Regions from separate parts of the Sus scrofa genome. Here region 2 is linked to region 1. A link is a contact called in public Hi-C data. All regions are on one chromosome and are shown on one strand. Each heading gives the region's core, a stretch centred on a gene start, on an enhancer-like site or on the middle of the called end of the contact. The rest is flanking DNA. Distances are from core to core; before and after follow the strand shown.

Region 1 (5,402 bases), core at 1,100-3,599:
CAGTGGCCAGCAGCCAGGAGGGTTCAGGGCAAGAGCAGGCAGTGGGCCCTCTTGTTCCCCTGAGCATGCCAACTCCTCTATCTGAGGAGAGCCATCTACTAGAAGGTCATGGCGCCCCCAGGTGAGTGGCAGTCTGGCCAGCCCTAGTGAGAGATGACACAAGTTGACTGTCCCCAAGACAAAAAGCTTTACAGGAAATTACCACCTCTCTTTTCCACCTTATCTTCTTCTCAAAGGTATACAGGTTAGACAGAAATCAAAGCGAGTCGTTGATTTAGTTGTCATGTATATTACTTATCTATTGGGGTATAACAAACTGACCCAAAACTTAGTAGTTTAAAACAATGAACATTAGGGACTTCTCTGGAAGCTCAGCAGGTTAAGGATCTGGTATCATCACTGCTGTGGCTCTGGTTGCTGCTGTGGCGAGGTTCAATCCCTGGCCTGGGAATTTCTGCTTGCCATGGGCACAGAGAAAACAAAACAAAAACAAACAAAGAAACTAAAAACACCAAACTTGAATTATCTTCCTTTCTGTGGGTCAGAAGTTGAGGAGCAGCTTATCATGGTAGTTCCGATACCTCCTGGGTGAAGTTCAGGAGGCCATGGCGCCTCCAGATGAGTGGCAACCTGGCCAGCCCTGGTGAGAGATGACGAGAGATGACTCTGTCCCCAAGATGAAAAGCTATACATGGAATTACCACCTCTCTTCTCTGCCTTCTCATCTTCTTCTAAAAGGCATATCAATGTTAGACAGAAATTACACCCCAAGTGTGTTATTGGGTGAAATTAGAGGCTGCAAGATCTCTTAAATGGTGTAGCATCTAAAGGTTTGACTGGGGCTAGAGGACTCACTTCCACAGTGACCTGATCCATTCACATGGCTGTTGGCAGGAGGCCCTGCTTCCTTACCACATGGGCCTTCCCCCCACCGTGGGGCTGCTTGAACATCCCTACAACATGGCAGCTGGCTCCCTCCATAGCAAGGGATCCAAGATAAAGAGCAAGGAGGAAGCCCTTGCCTTTTTATGTCCTGATCTGGGAAGTCACACCATCATTCCATTCATTAGACTTGAGTTGCTGAATACACTTACATTTAGGGAGGGAATCAGGGTCTACTTCTTGAAGGAGGGGGTATCAAAGTATTTGTGGTCATATTTTATGACCACCATGCAGGTCCACTAGAGCACTGAGGAATCTCAAAGTCATTTAAGAAATGCTTGATTCTAACATTCATGTAAGGAAACCAGAATGATGAAGATTTTCCTTAGTTATATACCTCATCAGAGGTGGATTATAGGATTGCTCTGAAGGTACCTTGAAAATATATGGTCATTCTTCTAAGGAGAACAGTCACAAATACAGCAAGTAGATAATTACAACACACTGCACCCAGTGCTCTAACAACTGTATTAAGATTTATTGAGCCCTCACTGTAAGCCTATCATTCTCAGAAGGGCTCCACATGCAAGTCATAGCAACCCCCTGAGGTGGTACTGATTTGACCCCCATTGATTTATGAGGACAGAAAGGAACTGGTGGAGCTGAGATGAAAGGAACATAAACCAAAAGCTGAAAGAACCCAGAGAGGAGGAGCCTCCTTTTGCCTGGGTGGTGATGGTGAGAGTTGTAAAAGTCATCCTGAAAAAGGAGATATTTGAATTGGGCTGTAAAGCATGAGTAGGAGCTCGTTAAAAAAGACAAGGTAAGAGAGATATCAGAACACAGTCTGGACAGCGAATTGTGAACACTGAGGCTAGGGAGTGGAGAGCTGCCGGGATTTTCCCACAGGGCCTCTCATACATTCTGGTGGATGTGAGCAAGCTTTCTGTAATATTCACATCTGAGTTTTACACAGGTCGTGCCCACAGTCTGGTTTTGCTCCATCTCCAAACGGAAATTCCTGTACCAAATAGACCTTGAAGGGAACAGTTGTGGATGTGTAAGAAAGAGAAAAATATCTATGTCTGCCTGTGTCTAGTTAGCTGTGTTGCTCGAAGCATGCAGGGAATGAGGTTGCGTCTTAGGTTCATTTCCAACGTGGTTGAGTTTCCTTTTCTTTGATCCATGCCATAGACAGTGACCACAGCCAGCTCTGACCTGGCCAGCTGTCCCACTGCTATGTTTGGCTGGTTACAGTCAAGCTGGTTAAACTTCATTCACTTTATTAGGGCTGGATAGGAAGCCTTAAAGCATATCTTAATGACAAGAACCATCTTTCTACATGAAGGATGCTACATATTGCAACACATCATTGACACAGAAAACTCCTATCTAGCCTGACTATGTAAGGTTATGGTGGTTAGTTAAATATTTTGGTTAACAAACGATTGCTACAGAAGTCCTCCATGTATGACTAACTTTCAAAGAATTAGAATCCAGTAAGGCACTCCTTTGTTCTAAAATAACCCTGTGCATGCTCTAATATTTCTGTGAAGGCCCAAAGGCACTACAGAAGACATGGGTTCTTAAAGTCCACATTATGATGGCAAGGTTAGGTCAATGAGGCTGAGAAGGAAAAAGAGGGCAAAGAATATTTTCCTATGGAAACCACCAAGCTTGCTCTGGCCACTGAGTGTGGAGGTAAACTTAGGAAATCATGCATCTTCCTGATTGTTCCTGGAATGAGAAGACCTTCCAAGAGGAATACAGGGCCATTCCAGAAGACAAGAGTGCGGGCAAATAGTGTCTTGGAGCTTCCTGACCCATAGCTAGAAAGACTTCTGTTGAAAACTTTCCTGCTAATCAAAACCAGCTTCAGAAGTGAGTCAGAGTGCAATTTCTGGAGACACTTCTTCATAAGGGCTTCATAGAACATTGCTGGGGTGCTAGATCTTATTGGAAATATAACAAGATGGAGAAAATTATATTTATCAGAAGTATTTGTGTAGTTGAAATATTTAAAAGAAATGCTGTTTGCAGTGGGTTGGGGTTTCTCAACAGTTGCATGTCACTTTGTCTTCAAATGAGGGCAGGTCTGGTTGACTGCCAAGGTTTTGTTTATCTGAGCAGGGTATGCAAATTTGAGACCAAGCAGAATTGTTCGAAGAACAGAGGAGGGGCCTAGTGGTGTTTGTTGTCCTCTCCCTCTCCTCCCACCCCTCTGCACAATATTGAACAGATATTTAAAGAAAATCATTTTGGAGGAACACTCAATTGTGAGGCTTCCCACTATAGTTGTCATATCTCCATCTGGCTTTGATCCTAATGCATAGATTATGTAAAGTCCATTGGTTGACTTATCTCATGACCCTGATCACCCCACTTTCTGCTATTTCACTGCTGGTTATGCATCCAATAGAACATGTGGGAAAGAAAAAAGAAGAAAAGGGAGCTAAAGCAGTCAAGTGCTCGACTTTTTAACAGCTCTAATTTTTTTAAGTAGGGGTGGGGTTAGATGGAAGAGGTTGCAACTGGTGTTAAAAATGAGGTTTGAGGGACTCTTACTGTGGCTCAGCAAGTTAAGGACCCAACATTGTCTCTGTGAAGATGTGAATTTGATCCCAGGCCTCGTTCAGTGGGTTAAGGATCTGGCATTACTGCAAACTGTGGTGCAGGTCACAGATGTGGCTTGGATATGGTGTTGCTGTGGCTATGGCATAAGCCTGCAGATGCAGCTCTGATGTGACCCCTAGCACAGAACTTCCATGTGCCCCGAGGTGTGGCCATAAAAAGAAAAAAGAAATGAGGTTTGAAAATTGTCTGTATCTGGTCTTAATCTATACTAAAACTAGTCTTAAAAAATCATCTCAGAGGCTTTGCAGGTGAAGAGACTGCTGTCCAAAGTGACTTGCCACAGGTTAAAATGCTATTACAACATATAATTAAGAGATTATCAAGGAATTCCCTTCATGGCTCAGCAGTTAACAAACCTGACTAGGATCTATGAGGATGTGGGTTCCACCCCTGGTCTCGCTCAGTGGGTTAAGGGTTAAGGATCCAGCATTGCCATAAGCAGTGGTGTAGACCGGCAGCTGTAGCTCCAATAACACCTAGCCTGGGAACCTCCATACGCTCTGGGTGTGGCCCTAAAAAGCAAAACAAAAACAAAAATAAAAAACAGAGAGAGATGATCAATGAGATCCAGTAAAAGGATCCCCAGGATAGAAAGAGTCTGAAGCATCTGGTCATCATCTTTGTGTGTGTGTTTCTCCTTCTTCTACCTGGTAAGAAATAGAGGAAGAAGAATTATTCATGATTCCTTGTGATTGCCCAGGATTACTCTCGAGAATAATGCTACCCACCTGCATTATACACCTTTTGTTTGACAATCATTTATATAGGAGTTATTACTTGAAAGGCACTGTTCCAGGCAGATTCTGAATATGAACCTATTTCATGATTGTAGCACCTCCCTGGGCCAAGGACTAGTGGTATCTCCATTTCGCAGATGGGGAAACTGAGGCATGCAGCTAGCAACACCAGTGAGTTGGGGTGTGGCCAGATAGTCTGGCTCGGAATCTGCCATTAACCACTAAACTGGCCTGACTGCAGAGCTCTGCCCCTGTCTTTCCAGAGGTCTTTCTTATAAACCCCTGAGATTCCTCTAAAGTAACAAGCATGCAGCGATCTGGTGCTGGTGCGAGTGCAGAGCTTTTGCTGGCTGGGAAAGGGCCCCTGGAAGGGTCCTCAGGGTGGAACAATGGAGCAACATGAAGACACCAACAGGAGGTTTTTTCCCACAGAAACATGAGCTCTGGGGGCAACAGAGGGAGGAAGATGGGTGAGGGCGAGGCCAAGGATCTAAGATGCAGTCCATATGGGATTACATTAAGACATATGTATATATGTGTTTGGAAGTCTGCACACATGTGGTTCTGGTTGTGTGTGAAAGTGTTTATGTGTTCATATTTTTATGCCCATTGTGTGCATGTGTGTGTATGCAGCCATGGGCTTGCTAATGTATGTAGAAGGTGCTAGAATAAACTCCTAAAGTGACTTGGTTTCTCCCTGCTTAGTGAATCCATATCCACATCTGGATTCATTCTGCCTCAGCAATACCTGGTCCTCTCTTGTCTCCTGAATGATTCTGATCACCCTTCTCCTTGAACCAGAGGAAGATGAAACTAAGAGGAAAAGTAAAGAGAGAATTCTAAAATCAAAGCCTTTTTTTTTTTTCCTGAAAGAGCCACTATTTGCCCCAAAATCCACAGGAGGAGCAGTACGATTGGTGATTCTTCCACCTCTTTAAAGAGGCTGATGCACAGTAAGAGAGGACCACAGAGTCCCCTGGTGTGCTGGTCCCTCAAACCCATAGCCCATCCCATGGGTGGCCAGGATCCCCACCCCCGCCCCAGCCCCAGCTCATAAGTATTAACCCATCTGGTCAGGAACTAGAGACCTGAGAGGGCCCACCAGGTTCCACTACCCCAAACACTTAAAATTTTAAGACCTCATTCAAG
Region 2 (5,402 bases), core at 1,893-4,392, 140 kb before region 1:
TCCAAATGCGATAGTTTGCGTCTACTAACCCCAAACTCCCAGTCAATCCCCCTTCCTCCCCCTTCCCTTTGTTAGTCATTTTACTTGTGTGTGTTTTCATGCGGTTGGAATTTTGGGATGAATAGATCAATTCAATCCATTCAACTGCATTCAGTCAAATACACAGATTCTTATTTAGATATATACATTTTTTTTCTTTTATTTTATTGCAGTACTATTTTTTCCCAGATAGATTAAAGACATCTTTACATCTGTACATGGTTATATTCCTTTCCTTACATTTTTTACGTAGGTTTTAAAAAAGTTTTTATTGGAGTATAGTTGACTTACAATGTTGTGTTAATTTCAGGTGTACAGCAAAGTGACTCAGTTATGCATATACATGTATCCATTCTTTTTAAGATTCTTTTCCCATATAGGTCACTACAGAGTATTCAGTAAATTTCCCTGTGCTGTACAGCAGGTCTCTGTTACCCATCTGTTTTATAGATAGTAGTGTGTATATGTTAATCCCAAACTCCTAGTTTATCCCTTCCCCTTTGGTTACCACAAGTTTGGTTTCAAAATCTTTGAGCCTCTTTTTTTGTTTTGTGAATAAGTTCTTTTGTTTCATTTGTATTAGAGTCCACATATTAGTGATCTCATATGTACCATATCTTCTTCTTCTTCTTTTTTTTTTTTGCTTTTTAGGGCCAAACCTATGGCATATGGAAGTTCCCTGGCTAGGGGTTGCATCGGAGCTATAGCTGCTGGCCTACACCACAGCCACATTAATGTAGGAATCCAAGCCACATCTGTAGTTTACACCACAGCTCATGGCAATGCCAGATCCTTAACCCACTGAGCAAGGCCAGGGATCAAACCTGCAGCCTTATGGATACAGTCAGGCTTGTTACCACTGAGCCGCAGCAGCAGCTTCCCAGATCTTCTTTATCCACTCCTCTGTTGGTGGGCATTTAGGTTGCTTCCATGTCTTGGCTATAGTAAATAGTGCTGCAATGAAAATTGGGGTGCATGTATCATTTCAAATTATGGTTTTCTCCAGATATATGCCCAGGAGTGGGATTGCTGGGTCATATGGTAGTTCTTTTTTTAGTTTTTTAAGAGACCTTCATACCGTTCTCCATAGTGGTTTCACCAGCTTACATTCCCACCATCAGGGTAGGAGTGTTCCCTTTTCTCCACATCCTTCCCAGCATTTATTGTTTGTAGATTTTTTGATGATGGCCATTCTGACTGGTGTGAGGTGATACCTCATTGTAGTTTCGATTTACATTTCTCTAATAATTAGTGATATTGACCATCTTTTCATGTGCTTTTTGACCATCCGTCTGTCTTTGGTATATACCTATGTATATAGTAACTTCATTTGTTCTTAAGTCATTTCAAAAAAACCAACTTTAGAGTCTACTGTAGACCTGTATCATTCAATTTTTCCTTCCTGGAAAAATTCCATATATTTTGAAAGTGAGTTTAGATTAAGAGTATGAACAATATTTGATGTTTGAGAACAGCAGTTTGCATGGTGAAGGGCAGAAGAACAACTGTCTGGCCTGCCTCAGCCTGGGAGACCCCCCTGCTTGGTCAGACATGCACCCATAGGGAGGGAAGAGGGTGACAGAGGCTCTGGGTTCGTCAGCACAGAAGTCAGAGAACTGACTCACTTCCCTTTCTGAGATGCCGACTGTGGTTTGTGGTGGCGGCTCCCCACACTGGCCAGGCCCTTGCCTCTCCTGCCATTCCTGCTCTGTGTGATCTTGTCCCCAGGTGCCAGCTCCTGGCTCTTCATTTTGGGGACACACACATTTTTTTTCAAGAGGGTGGAGGGAAAATCAACATGAAGATGAATTGACTTCAAAGCAGGGAAAGAATGAAAATACTGGAAACTTCTGCTCATGATTCCACTTTCAGGGGCACAAGAATACATTGGAGACAAAGATGGAACATGTCTAGTTTTGAGGCCAGAACCTTGAGTTTAAGAGATCATTCAGAGAACTTGCCTAATGCAACATGACCATGAAAGTAGTTGTTGAATTCTGCCCACATTCTCCTTCTCTCTTCCCCCCTCTCTCTCTTTTTTTTTTTTTTTTAATGATGGTGGGGGCTTAGCTTTAAAATGAATTTTAAGTTTAAGAGAATTCATTTAAAAATAAGTTCCTCAGCCTGCATTTATAAAAGTAATTTCTCCCAACTGGAACGCACACACACATGTTCTACATATGCGGTCATTCTCTTCTACAATATGCTCCTTCTGAATACCACACAAAAGTAAATGACTAATCTAATTTTAAGTAGCATGGGAAACTTTGAGCGAATAGCAAATTCAATTTTCACACCAGGAAAACTTTTAAAATGTTCAGGACAAATCCAATAATAGGTGTTAGGTTGTCCATACAGAGACCAGCATACCCAGTCTTCCTTGTACATGTTGGTGAAATCTAGCCTAGCTCTGCTCACAGTGTTTATTGTGATATGCTGAATTACTGGAACCTATCATACCTTGATTTCTCTCTAAAAAACGCAAGTTGTTCACTGCCAGAGAGCTCCTCTCTCAACTGGATCTGTATAGGGCTTTAGAGAAATGGGACAGCCAGTTAAGTTAATCACAGGTGTGAATTCCTTATGGGCCCCCAGAGGACAACCCATAGAATGTGTTTCCCAGCTGCAAGAGGTACCCTGAATTCTAATATGTAACCACTTCCTGAGGGGTGGGTATGGTCTCTGGCTGCCAAACAGGGCCATTTCTGTAGAGGCTCAATTAGGTGAAACGTGTCTAGGTGGAAGAGATACCATGGACTGTGATCATGCCCTCAACCCCTCGGTTGGATGAGGATGTGGCACCTGGCAGGATTGGGCTTTAGAGGCAGCCCAGAGACCAGGGCAGGGACCCAGCACACCCTCCCTCAGTTCCCGCTGCTTATGCTCCAGCAGGAGGAACTTGGCCAAGGCTGCTCACTTCACAACATGGCGCCAAACGGGCCCCCAGAGAAACATTATCAAAGGCCTTTTTGTCTCCGAATGCATCGGAGCCGAGGAAGGGAATGTTATGCATGGCATGCATGGATGGGCTTTTGACCCACCCCAGCCCAAACCTCATTTTCTATGGGAGAGAGAAAGGTGGCAGGAGAGGAAGCCAGAAGGCCAGGATGTTGCCAACATTCAAGTGGGAAGGGCCCTCCTCTGGAATGAGCATGTTGCCAAAGGAATGGGGCTGAGGAATGAATTTTAGAAATGCTGTGGTGAACGAGACACCGAGATTTATTTTAAAATGAAAGATTTACGAAAGTAGCCTGGTACCAAAGGAAAAAGAGACTTGTGAGTCGAAAGAGGTGATGGTTTGTGAGCGGGGATAATGTGGAACACGAGAGAGTGACGGGGAGGGAGGGGAACGCCAGAGGCTGAGAAGAGAACCTGTGGGTGGGAGGTGGGCACAGGCTGCCAGTTTGGAGGCTGGCTTCTCATCCCGCTTCTGCATTAGTTCCCAGGACCTGGGAATTGCTTTCTTCATTTGTGCAGGGAAGGGGGTAATGAGACATATTGTTACAAGGTGTGGAAGTCCACGCTGGCTTCACCAAGCAGACAGGGAATCTATTATGAAGAAAGAGTGTAGCTCCCAGAAGCTGAAGAAAGGTGGGTGGGGATCAGGGCAGTGGCAGGGCTGCGGCAAAACAGGGCCCTGCCTACAGTCTCTAGGGCCTGGATCCCAGCTTTAAGTAGCTCTGAAAGTTTTCTGTCCAGGTGCCTTCCTGCCCCAGTTCCAGGTTCCTAGAAGGGCAATTCCAGTTGGTCTGGTGTGGGTCACGTTCTCAGCCGTTGGCCAGAGGAGGGCACCCAAACCATGAGCAACAGCAGAGAGGGTCTCCAGGAGAGGATGGAGGTGCTGTTATCAGAGCAAGAGGGACTGGGAGCTGGCCAAGCAAGAACACATGCCCGCCCGCTGCACAGGGCTAGGAATAGACAATGTCTTGGGTACCACGGCGCCGTGGAATAGATGGGTTTAGTATGCATCTGACATTGTTACCTCATTTATTTCTCACAAGTACCCTGAGAGAGAGATGAAGCCAGGTGAAGACTCAGGAAGACTCCTGGGACTCACAACACCCTGGGCTGACATCCAGTCAGGGCCCCCAGCAAGGGTGCCCTCTGGTTCTCAGTGACACCCACACAGGGAGCTTCGGGGGGGTGGAGGGGAGGGGAATGGTATTTGCCAGCCCAAAGCTGCCCAGAGTTCTGAATGCTCCGTCTACGCACCATAAAGTCTTTTCACCTGAGCTTCTTAATAGAAATTTGAAGTCCGAGTGCTTCTCCCATACCGTAACTATTTGCAGGAATGCTAGAAGAGGGGGAGCTGCCACCCAGCAGTACTTCTGGAGAGAATTCCCCGGGGGAAGGCAGGTGAAATGTGCGGGGCTCAGGCACTCCCTCTGGGCCACGGCAGAGCTTGGTTCCAGTTCCGACACTGGGTTCCCACCACCCGCCCGGCTCCGAGCCCCGTCTACGATAAGATGCAAAGATTTAACGGTTTCAGGGGGGAGGCTACATAATTTGACACACATTCGACACACACATTTGACCCATTCCACACATTCCTGTGCTTGACTAACACCACCTGTAAGCTGGTGCGATGGTGTTTTCCGCAGTGGTAACCCAGGAAGCTGCCCTTTTCACCCCTTCCCTGTGGGAGGGGAGGTCTCACACATTTTTTTCCACAGTAATTTGATTTCATCTGAGAACAACTGCAGGAGCTACTGTTGGGAATGCACCCCTAAGTTCAGGGTTGAGGTCATTATTGGTATTAGATGTTCCAGGTCTGTGATGGAGTTAAGTTCTATTGAATTCATCCAGGAAGCCATCTCTCATGAGTTCTGAGGTTCGGAATGGGCAGGGGTCAGCGTGTCACTGTCGTGACAGAGATGACCCCAAGCCTGGGGAACAGGTGGTATGAGTGTTTTGAAAAGCCAAAGCAGCCAGAAGCTTTGCCTAACAAAGCTCCCCTGGATCCTGGCTTGGCACCGCATTAATCTTTTTCATGCTAGGCGTTGTATTCTCCAGAGGTTTTACATGTGGAATCCCATTTGGTTTCAAGGTTCTGTAGGACCAAAGACTAGCTTGTGGAATGGGGTCTAACCTCCCTCCTCCCCGAGCCAGCCTTAAAAAACACAGTTTGAGTAGAAGCATAGCGTACTTGGTGCACAAATACTGTTTTAGATAGGGCCTGCTAGCCCTGTCTTTCAGCAAGGTGCCCACCCCAAAGACTTTTTCTAAAGAAATGTTGGCGCCATTAGTAGGCTGAATCTAATAACTAGTACACTTAGGAAAAAAGAAATCCTGGATAAGGCAGGATTCTGTAAGGGGAACTGCTTTCTTAGCACCCCAACTTTGACTACAGCTTTCAGCTAATC

Evidence for each region. A called contact is a pair of places that touch in the nucleus more often than the background predicts.
Region 2: a contact with region 1 is called in a Hi-C map of embryonic fibroblasts, with 2.1 times the contacts expected there. The contact joins two enhancer-like sites. A contact is called at or near these places in 3 of 47 Hi-C or Micro-C datasets (embryonic fibroblasts, fibroblasts and mesenchymal stem cells).

What each region holds. Positions count from the first base shown.
Region 1 is chr1:206,603,953-206,609,354 of Sscrofa11.1, reverse strand. No RefSeq gene overlaps it. Among named protein-coding and RNA genes, the nearest start is that of CCDC171, 540 kb to the left of the region's middle. Within about 2 kb of position 2,349, at least 4 of the 83 cell types and tissues checked have an H3K27ac peak or open chromatin away from gene starts, as enhancers often do. A contact at or near this core is called in embryonic fibroblasts, where this site is marked.
Region 2 is chr1:206,741,866-206,747,267 of Sscrofa11.1, reverse strand. No RefSeq gene overlaps it. Among named protein-coding and RNA genes, the nearest start is that of CCDC171, 400 kb to the left of the region's middle. Within about 2 kb of position 3,142, at least 4 of the 83 cell types and tissues checked have an H3K27ac peak or open chromatin away from gene starts, as enhancers often do. A contact at or near this core is called in embryonic fibroblasts, where this site is marked.